Regions from separate parts of the Danio rerio genome. Here region 2 is linked to region 1. A link is a contact called in public HiCAR-type data. All regions are on one chromosome and are shown on one strand. The core of a region is the stretch at or near the end of the contact, and the rest is flanking DNA. Distances in the headings are between cores, read along the strand shown. Region 1 overlaps apaf1 (apoptotic peptidase activating factor 1). Region 2 overlaps anks1b (ankyrin repeat and sterile alpha motif domain containing 1B).

The links. HiCAR-type assays count read pairs that join an accessible place to other places.
Region 2: a contact with region 1 is called in a HiCAR-type map of caudal fin, with 4 times the contacts expected there. The contact joins two enhancer-like sites. A contact is called at or near these places in 6 of 18 Hi-C or Micro-C datasets (caudal fin, embryo, hematopoietic stem cells and 2 more) and 1 of 4 datasets of contacts at active chromatin or transcription factors (caudal fin).

Annotation. Positions count from the first base shown.
Region 1 is chr4:18,452,609-18,458,456 of GRCz12tu, reverse strand. The region is part of intron 25 of apaf1 (apoptotic peptidase activating factor 1); the gene reads right to left. Among named protein-coding and RNA genes, the nearest start is that of apaf1, 20 kb to the right of the region's middle. Within about 2 kb of position 2,451, at least 1 of the 62 cell types and tissues checked has an H3K27ac peak or open chromatin away from gene starts, as enhancers often do. A contact at or near this core is called in caudal fin, where this site is marked.
Region 2 is chr4:18,544,788-18,550,315 of GRCz12tu, reverse strand. All of the region lies in intron 17 of anks1b (ankyrin repeat and sterile alpha motif domain containing 1B), which reads left to right. Among named protein-coding and RNA genes, the nearest start is that of apaf1, 110 kb to the right of the region's middle. Within about 2 kb of position 1,730, at least 8 of the 62 cell types and tissues checked have an H3K27ac peak or open chromatin away from gene starts, as enhancers often do. A contact at or near this core is called in caudal fin, where this site is marked.

The DNA of each region.
Region 1 (5,848 bases), core at 1,202-3,701:
CTACTTTACAACTTCCTTAGTTAAAACAAGGCAATTCACTTTTCTTTCACTTGTTTGTCTCTTTGTATCTCTCTCATGAATACATGCGTGTTTGGAGATGGATGCGTTGTCTACACCTTTTCATTACCATTATTAAACGTTTCAGCCTGCGCAGATTGCTCCTTTTTACACACAGAACTACTTAAGCTAAAAAGATAACAGCTTGTACTAATGCGTTAATGTAGTAACATTAATTATTCTTTCAGACATTACTTCATCTTTCTATTAATACACAAATTAAAATCACATTAAATTTAACAACTCCTCTTAGTTCAGCTACCATTAACAATGCTCAACACAAATATTCACAATAAAATTATCATTTCATTATAAATATTCGTACATTTTACAATCTTCATTCGCAACACACTTCTACACAGTACTTCCATGAAAGCATTAAGAAACGTTTCTTCCTTCAAGACACAGTATGCATCTTCAAGCTGTAATAAAACTAGCTACACGGTACTTTTAAGCTAACAGACTAGCATGCACCATTGTGTTTCAGGAAATAACAGCATTGTTTGGCAAATACATTCATTAACTACTAATAAAAGCAAATCCACTTTCAGTCACTGCCAACTTGGTGCACACTATTGAGTCGTTCACTGATCTTCAACTTTACTCCATTAAAATGTACAACAGCATTTCACCAATCTCAATTTCCCTAATAACCACTAATCTCAAATTTTAATCATTCAAATCCATCTGCATTCATTTTAAACCATCCAATCCAGTAGTCTTTGCATATTTTGCCATATACTGTGTAGCTACAAAACTATTGCTTCCTAACCTCCATTTTCACACTCACACCAACAAATGACAGGTGTACAAATGACAGTGGACAAAAACAACGCCATCTCCCTTCCTCGGTTACACATCCAAACCCAACAGCCCCAAGTGCCGCTACTAAACAAAAAATAAAAATAAAAATAATCACACAGCTTTTCCCCCTCACTACTGTTCAACAGCACAAACAAACCATCTGTAATTTGCAGGTGAATGTTGTTGTGAGACACAGAGCAATAAATCGCTGCGATAAGCATAGTGTCTGCTAGAGGTGAAGGTCTGGACGCCCTGGAGCTCAAGTGTGTGAATTACTAGCAGTCTCCAAACAGCAGTCAAATCCTCCAGAGGACAAACAACACCATACACGCGTGTGAGAGAGAAAGAGTCGGCCAGTGTGATTTAACGTGTTCCAGCCTCTTCCTCAGTAAAGGTGTAATATCCTGGCTGACCTCCTCATCCGTTTCTCCTCCAGAAAATAATTCTGTCTTATGAGGAGGAACGCTGTCACTTACACGCACGGTTATAATAACCATTTCTCTTTTATGACTGAAGGCTAAACGCAAACAGGCCTCTGTAAATAACTCAAACACACAAATCAATTCTTGAAAATAAGGGCCAAAATGACTTAGTCTAACTCAAGCATGCTTTAAAGAACCATGCTAAACTTCACCTTTTTCTATTTAGCTGATGGACGGTACATAGATGAAGGCAGACCGCTGCTGACTACACGCTACAAAAAGACAACTGACGGAAAACACGGGCAAGAAAATAAAACAAGACAGATGCCTCGCTCCAGCATAAAAACGATTTGCACTGCACAATTGAAGCATGCTGACTCACCGTGGACCGTACCGGGAGACAGAAGGACTACATATTACAAACTATGCTTTATTTTAATTAAGAGCGTCTCAATATACTGCTTTAACAGGGAGTGCAATGTTACGCATGTACATCAAACTCTTGTTTACAGAGAAGGAAACTTTAACGCTTCATCTGCACTATTAAGAGAGGAAACTTCTGATTACGTTCATTAAGATTACATGGGATCATTCCAAATTGACACATTATAACAATGCTTGTAACAATGTAGCAATTAATAATTAATTAAAAATAACTATTATTACAACTATCAAGTACACTTTTACAAAAACGGACATTAAAGCAAAGACTATGTATTCTGAAATAGGGACATAGGATTTGTCTGGGGGGCATTTACTACAGTCAGTATGTTTTTATTGTTGGATGAGCCATCACTCTTGCCCATTTCTATCAAAATTGAATAGGTTATCCAAAATATGTAACGCTAATAAAATAATAAAACCATTAGTAAATGACAAATGTTCAAAGACACATTGACTCCTAAATATCCATTTCACATTCATCAAATGGCCGAGTTCTTTAGGATGACTTTTTGTTTTTTTGAGTTAAACATTCATTCGTTAAGAAAGCACTCTGCTCAGAGGAGGAGCTGAAACTCAATCCACAATTAGAGGACAGTTTAGGGAGACTATTGACTTTTATTTATACTACTGCTACTATCTTGGCCTTCTCTACACCAGATAAGTGCACAATTCAAGTGAAAGCTTGCCCTATCAACACTTTGCCCAAAGTTTCGCATGACTCATCCACTTGTTCCAAACCTGTCTGACTTTTTCCCTTCTGTTGAACACAAAGGATGTGTTACAGAGATTTACTGAACGTACAAAACATATACTAAACAACACACTGACTTCCATGGTCATTTTTAATTGACTGGATGTTAATAGCTATGGTTTTCCATCCAAAGGTACCAATTACATTTGTGCAAAATTGGGATATTGGATGGAAACAGTGCTATATTAACAAATTTTTTTTTATACAACAAGTCAAATACAGTAAATATTTACTTCCTGACAAACAGACAAATTACATTTATTGTGGTAGGAAAAGTCATTGTGGGCCTTGTTCTTATAAAGTAAATTGCTTGCGCCTAAAAAGATAATGCAATGAATGCAGGGTGGCTTTTGAAGGTGCGAGATGCTCTTTGGGGGGGGGGGGGGGGTTGCAGCCACTCAACACAGTTCTGGGAGGTAAAAGAGGCTAACTGCTATATGGCAGACTTTCACTTAGGGACTTTAACTTGGGACTGCATTAACAAACTGAATAAATTGGCCATCATGCCCATTTGGTTATTTATTTTATTATTCTTTTTTTTTTTATCAGAGAAACACTTTAGCCCACTCCATTGTATGCGTATTGAACATTTATGCTAGACAAGGAGCACTGCATTTTGCACATCTTGGCATTTCTGTTAATCATTTTTATGCAATATTCCAAAACGGCCATATAAAATGAACGGAAACGTAGCTAATGGCTGCTTCGTTCCTACGTTCTGCAGAATATCTCTTTTATTCAACTCAAGAAAAAAGTTCAATTTAACCAGCCGTGTCAATCTGTTTTCTTTAAAAATGCACATTTATGTTCATGGTGTTTCAAGCTACTGGTTTAAAACGCACCAATGAACAACTATTGGATATTTCAGCATTTATTAGTGCCGTTACCGTTCATTAATCCTTGACTCCAAATTAACAGAAGCGTTGCAATTTAGCATTTTATCAAAGATGAAACGCATGGCGGCAGCAGGCCTGTCAAGGTTCTTCTATTTGTACTCGGATGACATAAACTACAAATGGTGTCAAAGAAAAAGTAATACCGATGGATGGCTCCGTACAAATAAAAACATCTTGGTGACAAACTGCAGAAGGCAGACATCAAACCACCTCAAAGTGAACGCGGAGCTGCCATGCTGAACGAGCTCAGAAAGAAGACGTTTAAAGGACTCTTCCTGATGTCTCAATGACGAGCTAAACCAAGAGCACACAACACTGTCCCGTTCTACAACACCAAACAATCCTAATTCATTTTCTTACGTTTATACTCTATTAAAATCATTTCAGGCTCATTAACACTATTGCTGTTAAAGCAAACGCTGAAAATTGGAAAATGTCACAAGCAGGACTCAAACATGCACCACTGAATGAGCGCCACAACTCAATCTGCCAACTGCCATGCCATAGTACAAACCCTCAACTTGCTTTATTCCATTTCAGTGTTTGTCTGGGCCACATATGGACAGGAAATAGCGAAATAAGCATCCTTCAGTGAGAAAAAAAAAAAAAGGATTTCACACAACATCTGCTCTGATATATAACCAGATCTCGCAGGCAACGTAAATTCTCAAATCCCAACTGAACTGCAACGCTGGCAGGAAGCTCAGCGTGATGCGTCATATCTCGCACACCTCCGTCCTTTGTGTGGTCGTAACAGATTTACAGCAGGTTTGGTTGGGTCTGATGAAGACGTTCGGCTGGAGACTCGCATGTGATGATTAATTTACCGTTTCATATTACAGACAGCGGGATCCTGAGTGAGAAGACAGCCAGCGATCGATCACGGCTTATTATTGGCTATCCGACAGGGAGGGTCAGGAACGCAGGGGCCGCCTGATGCAGACACATTTGATAAACTGACAGATTGATGCTTGATGAAGCATTACTACGGCCGTGACACTTACACAATGTACAGACGGCTCGGAGGATATTAATAAAGAAGTCGTGATGTGTGAGGGATAATGAGCGACACCGTTGATGGAAGTTAGTCTCGCTCCATTCCTGACATGCTAATGTACCTCTGCGACACGAGCGATTGGACAAGCATCGGTCTGATAAAACGGATGAAATGCTCATGACGTTACAACAAACACACTGGCGAGACTCAATCCTGCTTGATAGGCCTGCACTTCATTCATTTCACAGCTTTTGCTGATTTACAGTGAAGTGGTACTTAATTAAACCAGAGCGAAAAGCTCTTCACATCAAGGCTCAATGCACAACAATCTACAACTAAAGGCCCAATCCAGATTCTATTTTTTTAACCTCTACCGCGTCTCCTCGGCCCTTCGAACTGAGTGTGAAGGGGAAGGGCTTCAAATTTTACTCCTAAGAAATGGGACAGCACTACAACACCTGCACACGCCATCATATGTCATCGTGGTCCCTTCATGCCAGATCAACTTCTGTAGTTATTCCAGTTGCGTTATTTTTGGGTATTTATCTTTAGGAAATCACCAAAGGTATGTATCGTGTTATAACTACATTAAATATATAACGATATAATGTGGCTTTGCATTTACACCATGGCCATAGGATATTAATCCATGTAAACACACGAAAACTATTAACATTATACCAGACACTGTCAAAATGTCATTTGCAGCCACTAGACTTTACTGACAGGGTATTTGAGTGTCAAGTGTCAGATGTGAAAGTATGTTGTGGGACTGCTATACACGAGTTATTATAGATGGAACAATTTAGAGGGCTTTATTACTGTAGTTTTTTAAAAAGCAGAAAGGTAAAATACTGTTATGAAAGTATTAAAATATGTGCTTGTTTGTTGTAAAAATTTGTAATATTGACAAAAAATAAAATAAATAAATAAATAAATAAATAAATAAAAACAATTACCTCATTTGTGCATTGACTTGTGTGCAGCTGTTAAGCCATTGTACACGCTGTATTCAAGAAACATTTCTTACCCCTTGGTTTCGGGCATGGTCCTAAAATTTTTTTTTTCCTGTTTCAAGCCCTATATAGCTCTTTGCCTCAGCCCTACTCCTTCAAGCTAAAGAGAATTGGGACACCCTCACCCCTTCACATTAACGCACAAAACAATGGGAAGGGCTAGGCTGTAGAACTGGGATTGTGCCCAAATATAATAACTGTCCAAATAACAAAAATAATGTTTCTTTTTAGTTATGCTTTTTTTCCCCCAAATACCCCATTATAACCCAAGTTAACGGAGCTCTCTAACATGTCAAGTAATTGCACGATAAGTTGATATAGATGTGACAGGCCTAGATGTTCCAAGTGTGCTACATTTCTAGCTCATCTGTCAAGTAGTGAATCCAGCTCATGGAAACTAAAGATCATGCCCCCTCCCTGCTGTGGTCTAAACATTTAGAATGACTTTCACAACAATGTCT
Region 2 (5,528 bases), core at 481-2,980, 93 kb before region 1:
AATTATATATATATATTTTATACATTTTTGGACTGTTATGTAAGTTATATATGCAGAAATAAGTTATTATATGGACAAATATATTATTGTAAAGCATCTTATAAAGAAGACTCATTTAAGTTAGAAATTTGTGAGGGGTGTACTCATATATGCTGAGCACTATAGATAATAAAAAAATAGAAATTTAACTTTTTAGATTTATATTTCTGCATATTCCTGCGTTGTAATTTATTATTTATATATTTATTTTTAATATTGCCTTTAATATATTATTAGTGATTTTAGTTTTTTTAATTATATAGATAGCAGGTTATGTAGTTATTTTTCTGCATTAACAATATAATTATTTTGTAATGTTGAATATTATTCTAACATAAGTGGTTTAATGTTTAATTATAGTTTATAGACATAAATTGAAATGAGCATAAAATTGTAAGGTGTGATTTCATGAAAAGTAAAAAAAAGTGCTTTTTACATTCATATTAATGCATAACATTAATTGTTCATTATGATGTATATATATATATATATATATATATATATATATATAAAGTTATTGTATAACAATGGTTTGTTCTGTAAACTAGGCTAGAAATTTTGACCTTAAAATATGCTTTTAAAAAAATTAAAAACTGTTTATATATATATATACATATATATACAGTTCAAGTCAGAATTTTTAGCCCCCCCTCTGATTTTTTTTTTTTTTTTTTAAATATTTCCCATTAAATAATGTTTAACAGAGCAAGGACATTTTCACAGTATGTCTGATAATATTGTTTCTTCTGGAGAAAGTCTTATTTCTTTTATTTCAGCTAGAATGATAGCAGTTCTTAATTTTTACATTTATTATTTTATTTTATTATTTTTTATTATTTTATAATTTTACATTTATTTTGAGGTCAAAATAATTAGCCCCTTTAAGCTATTTTTTTTCCCGATCAGAACAATCCATCGATATACAGTAACTTGCCTAATTACCCTAACCTGCCTAGTTAACCTAATTAATCTAGTTAAACCTTCAAATTCACTTTAAGCTGTACAGATATTTTAATATACACATACACACAGACAAACACACATACTGTCATTATATAGGGATATAGAAATTGATACGCATATTAGTACATTCATATTCATACATTTCATTCATGATTCATAATGCTCTTTATTACATTGCTGGATGTTTATCGAATAAATCACTTAGTTCTAGTTCAAACATCATGAGCTTAATCTCCAAATGAAAGGCATCCAACGCCGCCTGGAATTGTTTTCAACCAAATGGAGGATTTGGTCTCTTTTGGCCGAGCGATCGCAAGTCTGTGGCTTTTTAAAGCACAGTCATATTACGATTCAATTATTTTCATTGTTATATTGACCCCAAATTCCTGGGTTGAGCTGTGGTGAGTTTTCTGTTGGACTGTGAATCAGCTCAGTCTCCATCGGTTTTAGCCACAAGAAAGAGCGGTGTAAAATGCTTTAAATGATATTTTCCAGTGTGTATTTTTAGCACAGCTCTGACTATAGCTGCTGTATTTAATGTATTTAAATAGCATTTGTTCTTACTTGTCTCATGCTGTGCTGGGCTGTGTTTCTGGGCAGTGGCTGGTTTATGTTTGCCGTGTTGGTAGGCGGTCAGAAGTCATTTAGCTCGTAATAATAGTCTAGCTGGGTTTTTTTGACAACTGTTACCCGGTTGCCATGACTGCTTGTGGTAGTTCCCATAGAGACAGCTTGCGTGAAGTGCGGATGATTCAAAGCTGACGTGTTTGTGTGTGAGTAAGTGTGTAAGTGTGTAAGGGCATGTATGCTTTAAGATGAAAATGTTAGTTTAGACTAATAAAAGGAAAGCGTCCAGCATACACCTTTAAATGTGTATTTGTTGCACTTTATGAATGAATGTCTGTTATTTTTTAAGTTGCATATTTTTAATAGCTGTTTTTGTAAGTAAAAATTTGAATCTTAAGCAGCTCTTACATCAGACTTCACGTTTATGTTTGTACATTTACTGAATGATATGTTCGTCAAAAATATGTCTGATTATATGCAACACTTTATTGTTTACATAAATTGTCTATTTTTCACTTTTCAGGCTGTATTTTCTGAATATTGTAATGATAAATAATCCCCTTTGTAAAAACTCTAATGTGTCTTAATAAGAAATTCTGAACCTACATGACTTTATCCAGTGTTCAGATACTGTAATGAATGCAAATGATTACATCTTTTATTAAATAGTCCCTCACGCATATTTAAACAGCATCTTAGAAAGCTCACAGTTGTTCACAATTCATAATGAAATCAATCAAGTGGGGAAGTATGGTGATTACTATTAGTTTTGTTGACCATGCTTACCTGCAGTGTCTTGTTTTAAGTGTGTGTGTGTGTGTGTGGTCCGACATTTGTCATTCAGTGACTGTGTGTGTATGTAATGAGTTTTCATGTCCTTTGTGTTGCATTCCTGTTTTCATCACTTCCTGTCACCTCTCCAAACGCACAGATTGCAAATTGTCTTTTCTTACACTAGCAGATGGCTACTGCCTTCGTTAACACAGCAGGCCCATCAAACACACATTCACACACACATATACACACAAACACACGCACACACTCCCCCTCTTGTTCAGTCTATCTGTTCTTTCCTTTTGGCACCCATATTACACTCCCTCACACCTTAACCATGATAAAAACATTTGCTTTAATACCAGAAGACACATTGAGGCTGCTCTGTGCATGCTGTACAGTTATGGAAATAGATAATAATAATAAAAAAGAGACCATTGTTTCTCTGGTAATGAATGTATTAGGTATGGGTTAACATGTTATAAAATATTAGTTTTATTGTTTATTAAGACAGATCTTTCATATTTAAAATAAAAACATTGTCATTAGGGCTGCACGACAGTACAAAAATTTGACATTACAATATTTTTTTTTCTCTGACATGCATTGTGAGATATATATATATATATCTCACAATGCATGTCAGAGAAAAAAAAATATTTACATTTGATTATTCAATTTCAATAAGCAAACACTGTTAAACTCTTTGCAAAAAGAGTTATTCAAGTCATCTGGTGAAATTATATTGCAATATATTACATTTATATATATATATATATATATATATATATATATATATATATATATATATGTGTGTATATATATATATATATATATATATATATATATATATATATATATATATATATATATACACACACACACACACACACACACACACACACACACACACATATATATATATATATATATATATATATATATATAAATGTAATATATTGCAATATAATTTCACCAGATGACTTGAATAACTCTTTTTGCAAAGAGTTTAACAGTGTTTGCTTATTGAAATTGAATAATCAAATGTAAATTAACAATGCAAAGTCTTCATCATGTAAACTGTTCAATAGAATGAATCTTTATTGTTATACTTGAACTCTCTTGAAGAGCCCCTATTATGGATTTTTGAAAATGCCCTTCCATGCAGTGTGTAACAGCACTAAGTGAATGAAACATCCAGCTGAGGTTTAAATCTGAAAGTGCTCCGTGTTTAAAGCTATTAATTCTTTAAAGAATCAGTTGACTCTTGATTCTTTAAAGTCAAATGAATGAATCTGTTTGGGTTCGGATGTTTTGCTTGAATGCGTCGACATCGATACGGTACATCGCCAAATATGTAGTTCCAGATATGGTCAAAATGTGAATGCGTCTTCCCTTTCAGACACTAGCGGAGAGCTGAGATCACTGGACTGATCATGACACGAAGATGACGGATTAATTACAGATTGAGATTTGGCTGTGGGGAATAAAGGGTTAAAGTAAATTTTCACAACAACACCACAGTATAGCCAACCTTGTGCTGTGTTTTTTCCTTTCATTTTTCTGATGATTGATACAATAACCTACGCTGCAACGCGGGATTTGCAGGCCGTTTGCTATTAAGTTTGCTGACAGGGACTTTGTCAGTAACTGTTACAGTTTATATGGACCAGTTTCTTTTTCCTCCGCATCATGACATGTAAGTGTAATTAAAAGTGTTGCCTTGTTTTGTTTAGTTTGCTATATATCTGTTTAATTGTGTTTTGTAAGTTGTAATCGCCCTATGTGGCTTGTAACCACTTATCTGTTATAGATCAGTGCTTGTACTGTATCTGTAAGGTTAAATCTTTATGGGGTTATTCACATATTGTGTCCAAAATCATGTTGAAACCTCGACACATGTTTTCTACTTTAACAATTTAAATGCGTTTCTAAACTCACAATCCTTTGCTGCTTGTCCTTGTTATGGTCACCATCAGCTGTTCCTCACATGTGCAGCACGGTCAAAAACTTTTGCCATTGTGTGGATTAATACTGAATATGTGTCATTGTTTTTATTGGGGTTAGCTTTAAGTATAGAGTAACATGCTGGTGTTTAACTGCATTGCTTTATTGCATTCCTGCGTTGGGCTCTCACTCTCTGCTACTTCATAGCCGTACTGGGCATTTCTCTCTGTCTCGTGCTGAACGCAGTTGACTAATCACAATAGACTGGACCATGGGACCAATCAGTTTAGCTTCACGCTAAGGAGGACTTTGGGAACAAATGAATCTCTGATTGAATCATATGGGAATCATTGGGATATGTAGGTAAAAATAAATGCATACTATAAGACAATGAAAGTGTTTCTTGACCTTGCATGCATATCAGCTGTAGTTGGAGACCCCCAAAACCAAAATATGACCATTTATAATACAAAATAGGGGCTCTTCAAAATACTTATCTGTTGTGCTTAATTTCTGGAGGGTCTCCACAAAACTCCTGTGTTTTGACTTGTCATTCTTGGTCACCTATAATCCCTACTCAACATTGCATATCTTGCAATGTGATGATTGCGGACACACACATTGCGATATTGATGCTCAAATGATATATTGCTCAGCCCTAATTGTCATATATACCATTAAAGTGGTTAAAATAATTCAAATGAAGGTGTTTTTAGACCTGTTTCTATTTATTTATAGACAGCAAAATACCAGCATTTAAATTAGGATATCAATATTTGGTGGAATAACCTTGAATTTCAATCACTGCAAATGAAAATTGTTATTTAGCAATTTTCATTTTTAGACTTTTTAATTTATTTTAAATTGCTATATATAACTTAAATTTAGAAGAAATGTCACCAGACCATTATAGCTATAGTTTAATATACATTTTCTTCAAACCCATACTTAACACATTTATTACATCCAGCAAAACTTGAGAATCTTCAAGTTGTGTCTTATTTTTATTTATTTTTCCATAGCTGTGTTTGTGAGTGTGGGTGGGTTGGCCTGTGGGTTTATCATGTGTTGAATTGACGCACGCTGCCACACATTTTTGGCCCATGACCTTATGAGTGTTGCTCTGAGATTGTTTCCCCAGTACAGATTCCGCTGTTGGGTATCAAGATGATCCAGCAGCCCCTTTTCTTAAAGACAGCCATCTATTGCATTCATAAAAATAGATTAAACATGACGTT